Linked DNA regions of Zea mays: regions 1 and 3 are each linked to region 2. The links are chromatin contacts, called in public Hi-C maps. All regions are on one chromosome and are shown on one strand. The core of a region is the stretch at or near the end of the contact, and the rest is flanking DNA. Distances in the headings are between cores, read along the strand shown.

Region 1 (2,700 bases), core at 107-2,606, 510 kb after region 2:
TGATAAGAAAAGAATGGCCAGTTTACTAGTATCCCTTAACTGGCAAGAGACTCTTCTGTAAACATATTTACAGATAGAAAGCTAGAAGTACAAGCAAAGCATGCAACATGAAAGCAGTGTCCGCAACAACCTGAAGGAAAAATTTAGGCAATTGACCAATTAGCTCATTATACAAGATGTAGTCGCAAAAACCACATCTAGGTGAATAAGTTGCACAGCTGAAAATATGCGACCAGCTAAGAAGTCAACATGCTACCTCAAGATAAAACATAGAGACATTACAATGGAACATCAAAACGAATAGTCAGTTTGCACCAGATCCAAAAGAACACTATAGAATCCATGCAGCATCTCTTTTTTGTGATGAAAAATTCTTGCCTTTTGATGTCAAAACTAAACTATTGGTTCATACCACACTGTGAGTTAAGTGTCAGAAAAGGAACCAGTGGGCAAAGTATTTCCTTCGATTGGCACAACAACACGAGTTGATGTAGGTGGGCTTACTGACCATCCACACAGGGAGTGCCACCAAAGAGGCTGCGGTGTGTGGTTGGCTAATTAGCCACCAAGTCCAAAAACAGACTTAATCATAACCTTCTATGTTTTTCAGCAGAATATATCGGCCATAGACATCGTTATTGAAATATGCGATTGGATAAGAAGTCAGCATGCTACCTCAACATAAAACATAGAGACATTACAATGGAACATCAAAGCGAATAGTCGGTTTGCACCAGATCAAAACAACAATATATAATCCATACAGCATCGCTTTTTTTAACGATGAAAATTTCTGCCTTTTGATGTCAAAACTAAACTATTGGTTATTACCGAGTTGTGAGTTAAAGTGTCAGAAAAGGAACCACTAGGCAAAGTATTTCCTTCGATTGGCACAACAACACGAGTTGATGTAGGTGGGCTTACTGACCATCCACACAGGGAGTGCTGCCATTGAGGCTGCGGTGTGTGGTTGGCTAATTAGCCACCAAGTCGAGATACAGACTTAACCATAACCTTCTACGTTTTTTCAGCAGAATATGTCGGCCATGGACATCGGTATTGAACTGAAGTTAAAAGTGGCCCGCCATTACAAATCCAACAAGCAACAGATCTAGAAACTTCGATAATCAAATATATCATAGCAAGATGTTTACCACGAAAATAGGAGGGGGAAGGGGATTACCCAGACGAAATCCACCGGTGAAGTTTTTTTCTTCAATAGGAACTGCTACGGTAGCCAAGGACGGGGTGGCAACAGACAGCTCCGGAGCTGGGAGCGGCGGCTAGGGTTTTAAAGTTGGCCTAGCGAATTAGGGTTCCTTCGATGTTACTCGAACACTTCATGCATCGCTCTCGTAGGCCGAGCCGAGCTACTACTTCAATATATTGTGCTTTTGGTCCGCTAACTCGAACGTCCAGGATTTGAAGGCCCAAATGTGCGCACTAGTGCTTCAGCACCTGGTCCAATAAGGTCAAACGATGGGCTGGCCATCATCATCTAGCCCGCGTGTGATTCATTCGCGATTGGGGCATTGGGCTAGAGAGCTCCTATCAATTTGTATTGTCCTCTCCAGGATAAACAATTTGTATCGGGGTCTGCACCGTGTGTACATCTAAGTCATCTATAGTTATGAGTGCATATTGCAAAAGAAAAAGTTTTATAATTCATTTGTGATCATGGCTATACATAAATTTTGTTATTTTAATCTAGCTATTTCACCACTACATTATAACTATCAGTAACATGCATACTTTTATATACAATATGATTTTAATAATATCATGTCAATTGCTTCATTTAAATGCTAAGACTATCACAATAAATTACAAACTTATACAAATCTTAGGGAAATATCACAAACGAATAGTCATTAATATATAACCATTACATCCCATTAATAATGTCCACAAGTCACCATACGCTACATGTCTTTTATCTCATGTAAGCATCGTATTTCTATGCAACTGACTTACAATCAACTTTTTAAGCACTTCTATTTCCTGTCACGGAGAATCCTCAAATTGACAACTAACTTGTTTTCTCTATAGCATTTCCCGTGACCCCTACACGAAAATAGTATGAAAGCATGTTTTTAAACAAAGAAACAACAAACAAAAGATTTCATGAATACAACTAACTTGACCTACCAATGATTGGCCACGTTGGATTTTGAGAAAAAATGATTTGCATGGACCAGCTCCAATAAATGATAAGCACCTATGACCTGACAGAAGCAATAGAGCATTAGCAGATACAATGTGACTATCAGAAGCTAGTAAATAGAAACACAACATGAATCCTGTCAAAAAAAAAGAACCAAATCACTAGAGATATAAAACTCATAATATGTCAACACCAAAATAGGTGTGCGCCAATGACAAAAAATAATAAGCTCATAAATATATGTAGAACGCAAGAAGAAATGGTCTATTTCATCGACTGTGCCAAGTAGGTAAGGTCTACATAGCCATGAACACTTCAAAGCAAGACAATATATACATTCTACATAGCCATGAACACTTCAAAGCAAGACAATATATACATTCATTGTACAGCATAAAACCCAGAGATATAGCACTACAACTCCATGTCTCCATATATATATATATATATATATACATATATATATATATATATATATATTAACAAGTACATTAGCATGTTCTTTGGAAATATGTAGAAAGTTTTCTTTCATGAAC
Region 2 (2,700 bases), core at 58-2,557:
TCGACACGGCTCTTTTTGGTTCCAGTACTAATCTTAGACACATCTTTTGACTAAATACTTTTCCATTGTAGCCTCCCAATGTTTTCCGATCAGTTGATCGTTTCTGATCGCCATAGGAGCGATCAAGTCAATCAGAACGATTAATCGGATGATCAGGCCGATTAATCGCTTTCTGATCGGTCGATCAGACCTCCTAATCGTCCAAACATATAAAAGCCGATCAGGCTGCCTATATATAATATATATTACTAAATTCTAAATTATTTTGCAGTTTGACAGTTTAAAGATAACAGTAAAGAAAATATACACAGTTTAGAAGCTCTATGGAAATTGGAGAACCATAATAATTTGATGCAACAGTGTCTAGTTTCAAGAAAATCACTGCCCAGATCTAGCAATTAAGTTGCAGTTAGAACTTAGAACTTAGAAGTATCAAGATCTCACCTCACACAAAACCATAACCTCTATTCCTCTTCCCTGGACGAACCAACTTTCTTGCACTCTGAGTCTGAGAAATAATTTACCATCTGCAGCAACAACCACACAAAACAATGGAATCAATTAATCAAACAAAAATCCCAGCAAAGTTAGGAACACAACAAAAATCACAGGATAAGTGTACCATCTGCTTTCTCCTGCACTGTATGGCTGTCAGACATTACCATAGGTAAAAGTAAAACATAGTAAAAAACAGTACAGCCATTGCAAACTCACAGGAACGGGTTAATAAGCCATTACATTAGTAAAACTGCATTGCTGCAGGTTGTCCAGCAAAAAAGTACAAAGTCCAACTGCAGCAAAGTCAAACATGAAACAAATGAGCAAATCTTCATCCACTTGATAAGTGATAAATGATCTACTAGCTAAAGTAAATCTTCATCCACTTGAAATGCATTTTCAGTCCCAAATGAGCTAGAAGGCCCAGAACCATCTTCCTCATTCATTTGCATTTCCTTCCTCAGATTCTTCATCATCTTCAAGGATCTCATTTTCATTAATAACTGGGTGGGGACTGGCTCGGATCGGATCACAAATTCACAACGAGCACATCACATGAGCACAGCAGGGCAGCAGGCCACTCAACGGTGAACACTGAACAGGAAGTCGGGGAGACGGGGACTGGGGAGAACTGGAGAAGAGAATCAGACATCAGAGATCACCTGCTGCAGCAGGCCGTCACCGTGCTGGGGAGTGGGGACCGAGAGGGGGCACCAGCCGCCAGTCGCCGGTGGCGCGGCGCCAAACCGTCGCCCCGTGTGATGTGCTCTTGTTAGGGTTCCTCGATGGCGTCCGTACGTGCTGCGTGGGAGTCCGGCGGCTGGCGCTCTGCTGCTGAGCTGCTCTCGTCTCAAAACCGTGCATGGGCTCTGCGTACAGGACGGTTTAGTGGGCTGCAGTGGGCCAAATCAAATGGGAAGAAAAATACGAAGTGGGCCAGCCAGCCAGACCAAAACTGAAAATTCCTAGGCAAACTAATCGTCCGCGACCGGATCGGACAGAATCGCGACTATTCGATCTACTACTATCCCTTTCTATCCAGCGGGCCCCAGTTTGCCAGTGCCAGAGTTTTAACAAAAAAACACACTTTGACAGTGCCAGCGTTTTAACAAAAAAAATACTGTTTGCCAGTGCCAGCGTTTTTAACAAGAAAATAGCAGTCGTGCAGTTTTGAAGCCGTGACCATGCCTGCCAGATTGTATTCTTGGGTGCCAGTGCCGCCCAGACAAATACAACCCAGATAGCCTTAGACTGACTGCAACGCTCCCCCTTCCCCCCCTCCGCTAGCACTGTTCACATTTTAGAGGATACAGTTCCCCCTACATCCCGCAGCGGCGCGCGCTATCCGCTCCCCTCCGCTGCGACCCTACTCTCTCTCACGCCAGATGCAGGGGGTCACTGTGCACTCCCCATCGCCTGCTTCTCACGGAAGAAGCCGCCCGCGCCAGACACCGGACACTTCACGCTCGACGTCTCTCCCTTTTGACGCGTCTGTGGAAGGGCGATTTCCGGCGACGCGGCGGCGGATCTGCCGCGGGAAGGTCGCGTCTGCGCTGGTCCCCGTCGGCTGTGTAGAAGACGAAGTGGAGGTGGTCAGCAGGCAGGTCTGTTCGCGAGCGAAGACGAAGAGGCCTCAAATCCGCTTCCGCCGAGGTTTGTCGCGACCGCTTCCTTCCTTTCCGGCTCCGAGCATCGACGGCTACCTCAGATCCGGACATCAACGCTTCGATTCGTGTTGTTTCGGCCGTAATCTTCGGTTCTTGAGGTACGCCCTTCATCTTGTATACTTTGTCTACTTCATGCGCCTCCCTTTGATGAATGAAATTCAACACCAATCGACTATTCCAGTTAACCGAAGTTCATTACATGTGACACCAATGGACTATTCCCCGCACCAAACATGTACACAGATCTGGTGTGGCTTTTAGGGTTTTTTTATGGGAGTGAACATCCGGCGGAATAACCTTGATATTTACCAAACGAAGGGAAGTCCAAACGATTACGCCCTATTGCTCTGCCGATTCGCATTTACTTGAAACCCTAGATTATGCCTAAACTTCGAAGGTGCGTTAAACTGTCAAGTGTTGTGGCACATTATTTTGGTCCCCACTTTCCAGTACAATTGACCATTTACGAATGTTTGTGCATGATTCATCCTAGGTTAACCCAAAAAGTCTAACCTTACCCGCGCCTAAGTAATGG
Region 3 (2,700 bases), core at 158-2,657, 320 kb after region 2:
GGTCTTGGCCGAACCACGGGATAACCACCGTGCCATCTCTGTGATTTATCTCTTGTTGGTTATTGTGTTTTGTTGAAGACTCCTCTCTAGCCACTTGGCGGTTATTGCGCTAACACTTGACCAAGTTTTTGTGGCCTAAGTTTTAAGTGTTACAGGATCACCTATTCACCCCCCCTCTAGGTGCTCTCACTATCTCTACCACAAAAGGAATTATACAACATAAGTTCCAATCCTATATTCTAAACTAAGAATAGAAAAGATTGTAACTTAAGTAATCAATGTAAATGCAGAAGCTAAAGAGCAAAAGTAGAGATTTCAAACTCCCGTGGACGCGTCGATATTTTTACTGAGGTATCCGGAACCGTGCAATGTCCCGACTAATCCTCGCTGGTGTCCCTATGCAAAGGTAGCCAACGCGAGGGCCAAACATCTAGTTGAGTAACTTCGTAGAGAGTCACGACCTTCTCCACACTCAAGTGGTGCTCCACTTCAGGCCTCCTCTCAAACGCTCTCCGCCGTCTTCACTATCAAGCTTCTGTCCGAAACACCGTGGGCGTCGTTCCCTCCGGTACACGGTGACGGACGCACCACAAATGCGGCTGGTGTGGTCTCGCAAGACTCTTGCCCCACTCGGTACAATATTACAACGGCTCGCGCAAGAGCTGATGGGTTTTGAGGGTTTTTTCTGAACTCACTTAAGCTAACTAGGAACAATCTAGAGCAAGCGCATAAGCGGGTGTTTGGTTTCACCCAACTAAAGTTTAGGGCTTAGAGCTTGTTCGGTTAGCTTTCAATCCATGTTGATTGAGTAGGATTATGTGGGTTTAAATCTCAATCAAGTCAAACTTCTTCTTAATTTTTTCCAATCCCATCCAATTTATGTGTAATGGGATAACCAAACAAGGCATTATTTGCTTGGGACCTGGTAAATCTGCCTGGGCCAGACACGTCCTCAGATCGTCGATTTCGAGTGCCTGGCAGTTGGATGCATCTGCATGGCCGGCACGCCTAGGCCAGGTCACCAACCAAACACGCCATTAGTCACTGCCGTATCGACTGCTTAATAACAATTGCGAGTATTAAATATAGTTTAATTATAAAACTAATTGCATGGATGAAGACTAAAAAACAAGATTAATTTGTTAAATCTAATTAAGCATATATTTAATATTCATTTAATATTCAAACATGTAATATGACACGAACTAACCTTTATTAGAGAAATCAAATACCTAATTAGTGTTATATTAAATGTTTGAATATTAATTATGAGTGTTAAATATAAATTTAATTAGATTTAATAAATTTGTCTTATCTTTTAGTCTTCAATAATATAGTTTTCAATAATTATATGATAGTTAATATATGTAATTATCAATCAAATAAACGTTTGATATGATATGTACTGAGTTTTAGTACTAGTATGAACCAAACAGCCAAGCCTTACTGGTGTGCCTGGCACGCAGGCCGCGTGGATCCTGCACAGCCGGACCACAAAACCCCGCCCCACCAGGCCACCACGGACAACCACACCCCTCCAGTCTCCACCCTGCTCCGCTCTTGCTCCCGCTAGTTGCAGTTCGTCGCCGGCCGCAACCCCTCTCCCCCGCCGTTTGGGGTTCGCCTCCGTCGCTGCTGCAGGAGCTAGGGTTTCCGGCGTGGGCAACCGGGGTATGTGCAGCAGCTGCCGCACTGCAGGATCTAGGGTTCCGACGACTCCGCTCACGGATGGAGGGTGGTAGAAGGGCGAGCGAATCCCTCTCGGTACATCTCCATTCCTCCTTATGTTTTTCTTCTTCACGCGGCGTGCCTCGCTTCTGTGCCGCAGTGTGCGAGGCTTGTAGTGGGTCATCCGGGGCGCGCGCCTGTAGCTTGGTGCCTTGGTGGTTTAGGGTTTGGGATGGGTGGCGCTTGAGCTTAGCCACCTTGTTTTCGGGTTGTTTTGAAGGCGTAGTTACGGATTACAGCTTGGCACTCGGAATTAGGGTTTGGAGCCTTTTATTTTCAGTAGCCTCGTGTGCTTTGCGGTCAGACTGGTTGAGGGCTTGGTTCAATCCGACTGCTGTAAACCAAAGCTTTACTTGCAAGTAATGTTTTGCTGGGAGTTCAGTGCTAGTGAGCGCATGGTCCTGGGGTCAAAATGCACCGCACATGTTCTATTCATCAGCCAGGAGGGGGTATGGTCTTAGTTGACGGAGAATGCTCTAGAAAATGTAGAATTTGCACTTCACTTTTGGCGTTTTTAAAACAGCCACACATATGTTCAGTGCGAATTGCAATTTTGTGCGGGTCATTTGGTATGCAACAATCATCATTACTGGGTACTAGGTGGCAGTCTTATAGAGACGTCTGAGATGCTGCCTACTGCCTAAAATACTATCTCGCTCTCTCACATACACTGATATACACTCACACATGTTTTGTGCAATGATTTTCACACATCTGCCTGGGTAGTTTTGCTCCCATATATGAATTATGTTATATATAAATATGGTTCTCCGATATTTTTTGCTTGTATTTTGTAGGCATACACCCATGGATCATGATGATACTGATTTTCAGAGCCAAAACTTTCAACTAGCTGGTGAAGGCAGTAACAAATTCTCATCAGGTTTGCGACCATTTGCACTACCAAAACTTGATATTGAGGACCAATTACAAGGCCATCTTCGATTTGATAATTTGATAGATACAGAAGCA

What was found. A called contact is a pair of places that touch in the nucleus more often than the background predicts.
Region 1: a Hi-C map of endosperm shows a contact between it and region 2, with 5 times the contacts expected there. The contact joins the promoter of LOC100275326 here to the promoter of LOC100275599 in region 2. A contact is called at or near these places in 6 of 25 Hi-C or Micro-C datasets (ear, endosperm, leaf and 2 more).
Region 3: a Hi-C map of leaf shows a contact between it and region 2, with 10 times the contacts expected there. The contact joins the promoter of LOC103637646 here to the promoter of LOC100275599 in region 2. A contact is called at or near these places in 9 of 25 Hi-C or Micro-C datasets (bundle sheath, ear, endosperm and 4 more).

Annotation. Positions count from the first base shown.
Region 1 is chr1:91,896,011-91,898,710 of Zm-B73-REFERENCE-NAM-5.0, forward strand. It overlaps LOC100275326, which reads right to left and starts at 1,357. Exons shown (of 2, transcript NM_001327844.1): 1 at 1,184-1,357.
Region 2 is chr1:91,390,240-91,392,939 of Zm-B73-REFERENCE-NAM-5.0, forward strand. It overlaps LOC100275599 (Ribosomal L18p/L5e family protein), which reads right to left and starts at 1,308. Exons shown (of 4, transcript NM_001374575.1): 1 at 1,161-1,308; 2 at 445-527.
Region 3 is chr1:91,710,119-91,712,818 of Zm-B73-REFERENCE-NAM-5.0, forward strand. It overlaps LOC103637646 (G2484-1 protein), which reads left to right and starts at 1,408. Exons shown (of 17, transcript XM_008660081.3): 1 at 1,408-1,764; 2 at 2,526-2,700. The coding sequence starts at 2,536.